Linked DNA regions of Mus musculus: region 2 is linked to region 1. A link is a contact called in public promoter capture Hi-C data. All regions are on one chromosome and are shown on one strand. The core of a region is the stretch at or near the end of the contact, and the rest is flanking DNA. Distances in the headings are between cores, read along the strand shown. Region 1 holds the start of Tmem123 (transmembrane protein 123). Region 2 holds the start of Pus3 (pseudouridine synthase 3).

Evidence for each region. Promoter capture Hi-C pulls out the DNA fragments that hold promoters and counts their contacts.
Region 2: a promoter capture Hi-C map of frontonasal cranial neural crest shows a contact between it and region 1. The contact joins the promoter of Pus3 here to the promoter of Tmem123 in region 1. A contact is called at or near these places in 3 of 39 promoter capture datasets (cranial neural crest, frontonasal cranial neural crest and pre-B cells).

The regions. Positions count from the first base shown.
Region 1 is chr9:7,762,615-7,766,518 of GRCm38.p6, forward strand. It overlaps Tmem123 (transmembrane protein 123), which reads left to right and starts at 1,463. Exons shown (of 5, transcript NM_133739.2): 1 at 1,463-1,698. The coding sequence starts at 1,608.
Region 2 is chr9:35,556,676-35,560,606 of GRCm38.p6, forward strand. Pus3 (pseudouridine synthase 3) reads left to right here and starts at 1,885. Exons shown (of 5, transcript NM_023292.5): 1 at 1,885-2,058; 2 at 2,628-2,842. Ddx25 (DEAD box helicase 25) reads right to left here and starts at 1,795. Exons shown (of 12, transcript NM_013932.4): 1 at 1,663-1,795; 2 at 1,010-1,076; 3 at 707-754; 4 at 91-226. The coding sequence starts at 1,725.

The DNA.
Region 1 (3,904 bases), core at 213-2,712:
CTATGGATGAGCTCATCTTGGAACTCGCTATATAGCTCAGATTAGCCTTGAATTTTCAGCAATCCTCCTGCCTCTGTCTCCTAAGTACTGGAATTACAGTTTTTCGCTACTACACCAGCTAGGGAACTGTGTAAACATGTAAGGTTAGATTACATCAGTATTCTTGAAACATTTCTTCTTGGGAAGTCAAAGGTAATGCCAGCAACTGACCTGGTGTCTGTTGAAGGCCCCTGGTCTCAGGCCACTTTCATGAGGCACTTATTTCACTGTTGAGATCCCTGTTCTTCTAGCTCAGTCGCTTCTCCAATACCCCGCCTCTTTAAATCACCACACTGAGCACTGGGTTCCAAAAACTGGAGTCAGGGCAAGCATTCATTCTGAATACAGAATGATCCTTCCTAGTCCATGCCTGGAAGCACTTGGCTAGATTCTTCAGAAATAGAACCATCAAATCCTAAACACACAGCTGTTTTTTAAAGCCCGTGGTAGATGCTGGTATTTTCAGGTTGGCTGGTTGCAGTTTCATATGTCTTGTAAATGTAGAGAAAACGGGCCTAATTAATCCATGATCATCACACATCTATAACAAAGAAGCTTTGTGGAAGTCGAAAAGTATTTTTCATAACAAAGTTTTAGGCTTATCTTTGAAATGCCCTGGATCAGGTGTTAGAGAGCTGCAATACCCTGTGGAAGCTGTGTCCATCTTCCACGTTAGTTGAGTGATGTGTACTAGACACATAATTTTAGAATTCTGAGTGGAATCAAAATGCAGCATTGGCCCTAGGGCTTACGAGGGATTTTGCCAAAAAACTAGACTACAACAGGCTGTTTTTGAGTCGGGACAGCGAACTCTAGAAGACAGGGATCTAGGTTATAGGTGCTAAGTTTCCAACTGGTCTGCAAACTGCACCGCCCACTCTACATGTTTTTCCAGTTGTAGAAAAAAGGAGGCACAAGTGGAGTACCAAGATCATGACGGTTACTTTGAAACTTTTTTGAGTCTGACTTTCCTTCACTCCTCTGAGAGGCTGCAATCATCCAGTCTGTGACTCCCTCTCTTACTCCGCGCCGCAACCATGCCAATCCCACCCGAAAACTTCTAAATAAAGCCTGTCTTCAGGAAGTCCTGGTAGACGACTACCCCTTGAAAGTCAGAGATAGAGCCACAGCTGTCGTAGCACTTAGTCCGGACCACGCCACTCCCAAAACCACGACCTCATCCGCCTCCGAGAGCCCCGCCTCTTATCCGCTCCTCAGTACTGTTCAGAGAGCCACGCCCCTCCCGTCTGAGGCCTGTCCCCCTTGCCCCGCCTCTGTAAGCCACGCCCTCTCCCGGCTCTCCTCTTTTCTCAGAGCCACTCCCTCTCTTGGCCCTGCAGCTCTTCCCCGCCCTGCCTCCTGTGGGCCACGCCCCTCCTGACTTTGCCGACCACGCCCTGGCCCCGCCCCAGGCCGCCTGGCCTATCCCTATTTGGTCACTGGGGGGACTGGCGGCGGCGTCTGCAGGGGAGCGGTAAGGGCGGAAGGGGACGCGGAGCGGTCGCGTGCGCGGAGAGCAGCTCTGGGCGCCGGGCGGTTGCTGCGGGCGCTCAGGGGCCCTGGGAACAATGGCGCTGTGCGCGCGGGCCGCGCTGCTGCTGGGCGTGCTGCAGGTGCTGGCGCTGCTAGGGGCGGCGCAGGACCCGACCGACGCTCAGGGTAAGTTGGCAGGCGCAGAGGAAGCGCACTGCGGCGGCCTGCCTCTCCATGTTCGGCGTCCGCGTGGAAAGTTCCACGCGTCCACGGTAGACTCCCACCCCAACCTCATTTCCCTCTTCGCCCGCGGGCCACCTGCGGAGCGAGACTCCGTCTCTCCCCTGCTTGGGGACGGCAAGCCGGCGTGGTGTGCAGAACTTGCTGAGTTTCCCTGGGATGGCCCTTCAGCCGAAGACTCAAGTTGGTCCTCTTCACTGTAGTTCTGTGGCTGGTAGCAAGACCTGTAGATTGAAATTTGTTCGCTAACTGCCGCAAAAACAGGTCTGATTGTCTACCCACACAGCTTCCTGCTGAAGGTACTCCCAGAATTCAAGTTGGATTCCAGGGCCAGTTCGGCTGAGTGGGAACCTTGGGTGTACGCGCCTTGTTCCCCTGCGCAGATGAGGCTTGTGCTCGGACTGTAGTCACTACTGCTGCATACGCAGCAGCCTTGAGGTCCCTGTGGTCCAGAGCCTACGACGTCATCATTAAGGTCATAACAAGATGATGTTGACAGCCTTCTGTGTTGGGGATTTTGTTTCTCTTCGAAACCTTGACGTTTTGAACACTTTGAGAAGAACTCTGAGTTTGTGAAAATTCTATTGTCCCTTGTCATCTACTAGAGTCCAGTCGCTAGGGAAATAGTAAACTAGGATAAGAAACTTTAAATGACCAAAGTCTTTGTGATTTTCAGCTCAGTCATCTGTTGTGTTTTTCAGTCTCATCTATGAAGGGATAACCAGTGAGTTTACTTAAGCAGATGATTTAGGCCCAACACCTGCTTTGGCTGGAATAATCTGGGTGAATTAAACAACCCTATTTCTGTTGTGCTGAATTTCACTGTGTTTTGTAGAGTCAGGATCTCTTGTATCCATGAAGCCCTAACTGGCTTTGAACTCCCTATGTGGCTGAAGATAACCTTGAACTTCTGATATGCCTAACTCTACTTCGGGGATTACAGGGCTTCTTCACTTCGATTGGTTATGTTTTATGTTTGCTCTTTTGACTTGTACCAGTGACAAACTGGAATTGCAGGACTACTTCTGAGATCAGTTAAGGAAAGAATGTTGAGACTCTGTCTTAGAGCAAATATTAGACTGCTTATGGGAGGAGGCCTTTATCCTACCCAGCTGCTTGCCTTGTGTGTACAGATTTTTTTCCTCTCACGAATTACTGATTGAAGTGGAGTGCCCTTTTCTATCTTTTGCCCTCAAAACATTTTTGTTGTTGTTGCTGTTGGACTTTCTCACTATGCTCTGATTGTGAGTGTCTCACTAGAGAGGTTAGTGCTATTTGGAAAACCTGAAATGCTCTGATGCCATGATTTCATGAACTAATAGAACCAATTCAGTTCTATAGAGATACCTTCAAACTGTGCTAAAAGAAGGTGTTGTTAAGGGAGTGTCAGGACCAGGCCTCTGGCTAATCTGAGGCACTTTTTAAGGCCAGCCAGGGCTACTTAAAGGAGACAATATCTAAAGATTTTAACAGCAAGCCAAAAAAACCAAATAACTAATATTTGTAGTCTTTATGTACAGCATGTAATTAGTCCAATTGGCATTACAATACATGGTGATTTTTAACAGTGTTCTGAAACATAGCTAATATTCCAGGTTCATTTTCTGCCATTGTTCCGCACCACCACCACTATGCTAAATTGAGGTTTGTAAATCACCCTTAGAAACCTTACCAGCCATCTCCTTTTCATAGCTGAGAAATCCTAGACTTCATGCAGTAAGCTAACTTATTTAAAGTAAAACAAGTATTACACCTTTGACTTCAGAGCAGAATCCAATCTCAACCATTTCATCATCATGCCACACCTGCTGTCCAGGGTATTGTAGAAAAGAGGAAATAATGCCATTGAACTTTTGGCTTTTTAAAATACTATTCTGCTTGACATGGTGGCATACATTAATCCCAGCATTCCAGAGACAATGCATGTTGATCTCTATGAGTTTCAGGCCAGCTTGGTCTACATAGTACCAGAATAGCTGGGGCTGTATAAAAAAACCTCTGTCTCAAAACACCAAGATAATAAAATAAATATATTATTAATAATAATGATTCCAGGTGTGGCGGCACATACCATTAGTCCTAGCATTTGGGAGGCTGTTAGTATTTTTTGATGGCAAATAACAAATTCATTTTCAACAACCTTAGGAGAATG
Region 2 (3,931 bases), core at 635-3,134, about 28 Mb after region 1:
GGATGCTGATGGGTTTGGGTAACTAGCATGGTAGGCTGTTAATGTTTACTTGCATAAGCATCCACATACACTAAGAGCTAAGATACTCACAGCCGTAGCTCTTCAAAGGTTTTCACCGAGTAGAGTGGAGAGCTGGGATCCTTCTGTAAGACTTCCACTCGGTGGCTGGATTCTATTAAGGACTGACGGATTAGCTTGTTTAAGAGTGAATTGGCTGCCAAATCCACTAAAAAAAAAAAAAGGCAAAATCACAAGAGGACATCAAACCTCCCGGATGACAGCTAATTAACTGTTATCTCCTACTGAGCAACAGTACATATCAACCAACAGCAGCTTGTTCTCATCTTCCTGACAAAAGGAAGTCCGAGAAGGAATGCCACAGCACCGAGGATTCCCTCCTTTTACCAAGACCCAGTTTCTTATGCTCTGTTGTGCAAACCCTTGACCACGTGCAGACCGACATCTAATTGCAATATCTTCCTAGCCAAACCGAAAATTCTTAATCTACACCTTGCAGTTTTCATTTCAACGTAGTCTAAAGGAATGCACCCCCCTCCTAATTCAGTACTCCCCCCCCATAGTATTCATTCAAAAAGAAAACAAAGATAGTGCTTTCCCAAGGAAATTAATCCTTTTAGCACAGTCAAAGCGATGGTAAACCAAGCAGCAGAGCTAATAGGTACATTCAGTCGAGCTTGTCTCCTACCTACATCGTCTTCATCATCATCATCATCTTCCGTGTTAAGAGAGCCGTCTATGAGGGTAAAAGGGAAAATAAGAAGCATAAAGAAAAATGTTGAGTGGAAACATACAATGCATTCTCAGAACGTCTCACAGACGCTACAGTGTATGCAAACAGAGCCATCTCCTGCAAGAGTAAAGCGATGTGCCTGAGGAGGTGGAGGATTTTCAGTGGAGAGGAAGGAAGCCAAAGCTATTTCATGGCAGATACATGGGGAAAGCAAAGGTGTTAATTAAGCCAGTCTTGCTTTAGCCTAACAACACTCACCTATGTTTGGGACTGTGGTACTCCTAATACCACGAAGGTTCTTCCTGGGATGGACGAGATTTGAAAACTATTGAAAGGCACAAAATTCAACCAAGGTTAGGAAGCAGGACATCAAGCAAGAAGCATGGCGCTATCCTACAGCAAGGGGAGGGAAGACCACCTCAAACTGCTTCCTTTGCAATGTTAAGGGTTAATGATTTCATTATAAGAATCTGTGTAATTGTATGAATTCTCATATAATAGAATGGGGGCTTCCATAGTCTCTCTTTATAAGGGCTCTTAGTTTGAATATGGGCAGCATCTGGGTGATGGGTGGTTTACAACTACAAGGGGAAGGTGGCTATGAAGATGAGAAGCCTGCTAAATGGTCAAAACCAGGATAGGAGAAAACTCAGTACAGATAGGACTAGCAGCTGCGCACTCTCTCTGTATTTCCTGAGGGGGTCTCTGCCCTTTCAAATCAAAGGTCGGTCCTTTCTGGGAGTCTCCTTTTCTGTGGCCTTTCCAGCCCAGCCCCCCATCACTTGACACCCCCCATCACTTGACACCCCGCTCTAAACGCCGGCCGGGCGCTCCCCTTCCCAGGGGACTTCCCTCGGGAGTCCCTGTTCTAGCCCCCGCCCCTGGGCCCTCCCCTGCTCAGCGGCAGTTACGTGGCTGTTCAGCCGCTCGCTCTCCGCCGCCCCGGCGTCGCCTCCCCAAAGTAACGACGCCATAGCTGCGGTCTCCGCTCTCGCCCCTGGCACGTGCTGCCACCCCCGCGCGGGGCAGCGCCGGCTCGGCTCAGTGGCCAATGGTCAGGCTCCGGGACCGGCGTCCGCCTCGCGACCACCCGTGGCGCGGCGCAGTGCGCAGGCGCGGGCCCGGCGCGGGGCGGGCGGAGGGAGAGAGGTGCGGGGCGCAGCTGTGCGGGACACCCGCGAGCTTTCCGTTTGACCAGCCGGCCATCCGCACAGCAGAGAGAAAGTGGGCACGGAGGCGGTACACACACCGCGCTGCAGGCTCTCGTGCGGGTATCTCTCCCGACAGCCCCGCTTGGGCATCACCAGGTGTGAGGTTGCACAGTGGAGGGAGAGATGGGCTTGACCAGAGGTTCAGAAGGAAAACAGAACTCAAGTGCGGACATGTGTCCAGGATACCTGTGATGTGCCCACATACACGCATATTTTAATTTTTATTCTAAGGAGGGGTCTCCTTTTAAAGCAATCTGGACCACCACTATCTATATCTATGACATGTATTGCACAGCTCTGGGGTAGCTCTTTGGTCCAACCTTATGCTAAGTTTGGACCAAAGAACCAGGATTTTCAGTTTTCTGACTGGAATTTTAAGACTTGGGGCAACATTTCTATAATTGTCAAAAGCAGAAACTCAAAACTGGAGCCATGATCTCTCCGTGGTGCTGAAGCAGAATTCCTTGGCCCTGTTCTGTCGCAATCTTTCAGTGTTTTCAGGTCAAAGCATTTCCCTTTAACCCTTACATTTACATTCTAGTAGTAAATGTTTCGACTCTCAAGGTTAAATTTCTGTTAATTAAACGATGTTGGGACAGGATCTTCAATCTCTTAGTTTTCATATAGGATAGCCAGCATTTGAAAATCTTTTTTTCTCATTTTAGACCAGACTATATTTCTCGTATTGGCTTGCGGTAAAGAGGAAGCTGCATCAGAAACCTGCGCATGCGGTGGGCTTCGGCTAAAAGCCCACACCGTGCCTTCCGAACTACATTTCCCAGAACCGTCGGCGCACGCTTGGTGAAGCCGCGCATGCTTACTGAAGACGGAAAGCCATAGCTTCCGGCTAGCCGCATGGCCGCCTACTGAGGACCGGAAGGTGAGTTAAACTCTGAGTTGGGCATCTTTGAGTTCTAGAGAGGAATGAACAGATGGAGGCTGAACTGCTACCTTCTGCCCTGGTATTTAAGTGTTTAAGAAGGCCTTGGTGTATGAAATGGGACTTAGGACAACGCATATCGTGTCGTGCCTGGAACTTCTAGCAGCTAGGAAATCCCATCGGCGGGGCTTAGAGTCTGTAACTAGTTTAGAGGGCCTCTACTACATCAAAATTGCTCAAATATGAACAGTGGAAGCCCATTAATTATGCTATGGAAGGAAGGGGTGGCGGGAAACTTTGGGTTTTGTTTTACACAATTCTTTTCAGAGTTGATTAATGGTCGTAGCGCGTCTCAAACCCTTTATTACAAAGGAAATGTGTACCCTCGCCATATACATTTAAACATTTAAAGAAGTTTCGTACATTTAGGGCGTGCTATTTTAGGGTGAAAGCTTGGTGCGCCCAGGAATTCCCTTTGTGGGTATTTGGTTACCCCCACACTGTATCTGCCAACCTTCTGAATTTCACTTATAAACCTAGTGTGCTGGAGCAAACAGTACTGGGCCAAGAGTCTTGGGAGTCATGACTTTAAAAATAATCTGCCTGGTGACTGGATTTACCTAGCCCAATTCATGCTTATAGGGATACTTAGTCAACTGGAACACTTGAAAAACCTTTTGATTTTTGTTATTTGAACTTTGAAGTCCCCACTCAAATGTTTTGAAAAGCTGATAGACTTTTAATCCTGCACCTAAGACTTGAGTTTTAACTATTCCCCGTGCTCTACATGTACGACAAATCTGGCTGTTTGATTTACAACATATTTGTACCACTTACTATGTATTCCCAGGCATTTGTGGCATAGTTCTGGCTCTGATACACCACTGAGTTTGCAGTTTTTACTTTCGTGGAGTGAGTGTACTAAGTCGAGTCCCGATTATTTTTCTTCTTGATGTGTCTAGCAATGGGTGGAACTGGGTAAATGTATTCTATCGATAGCATTAAATGGTAAGAAAATGTTTTAGCAGCTAGTAATTGCCAGTGCTGATCATGGTTCAGTGTTTTTCCTTCTTGAACAAGCACTCTGCT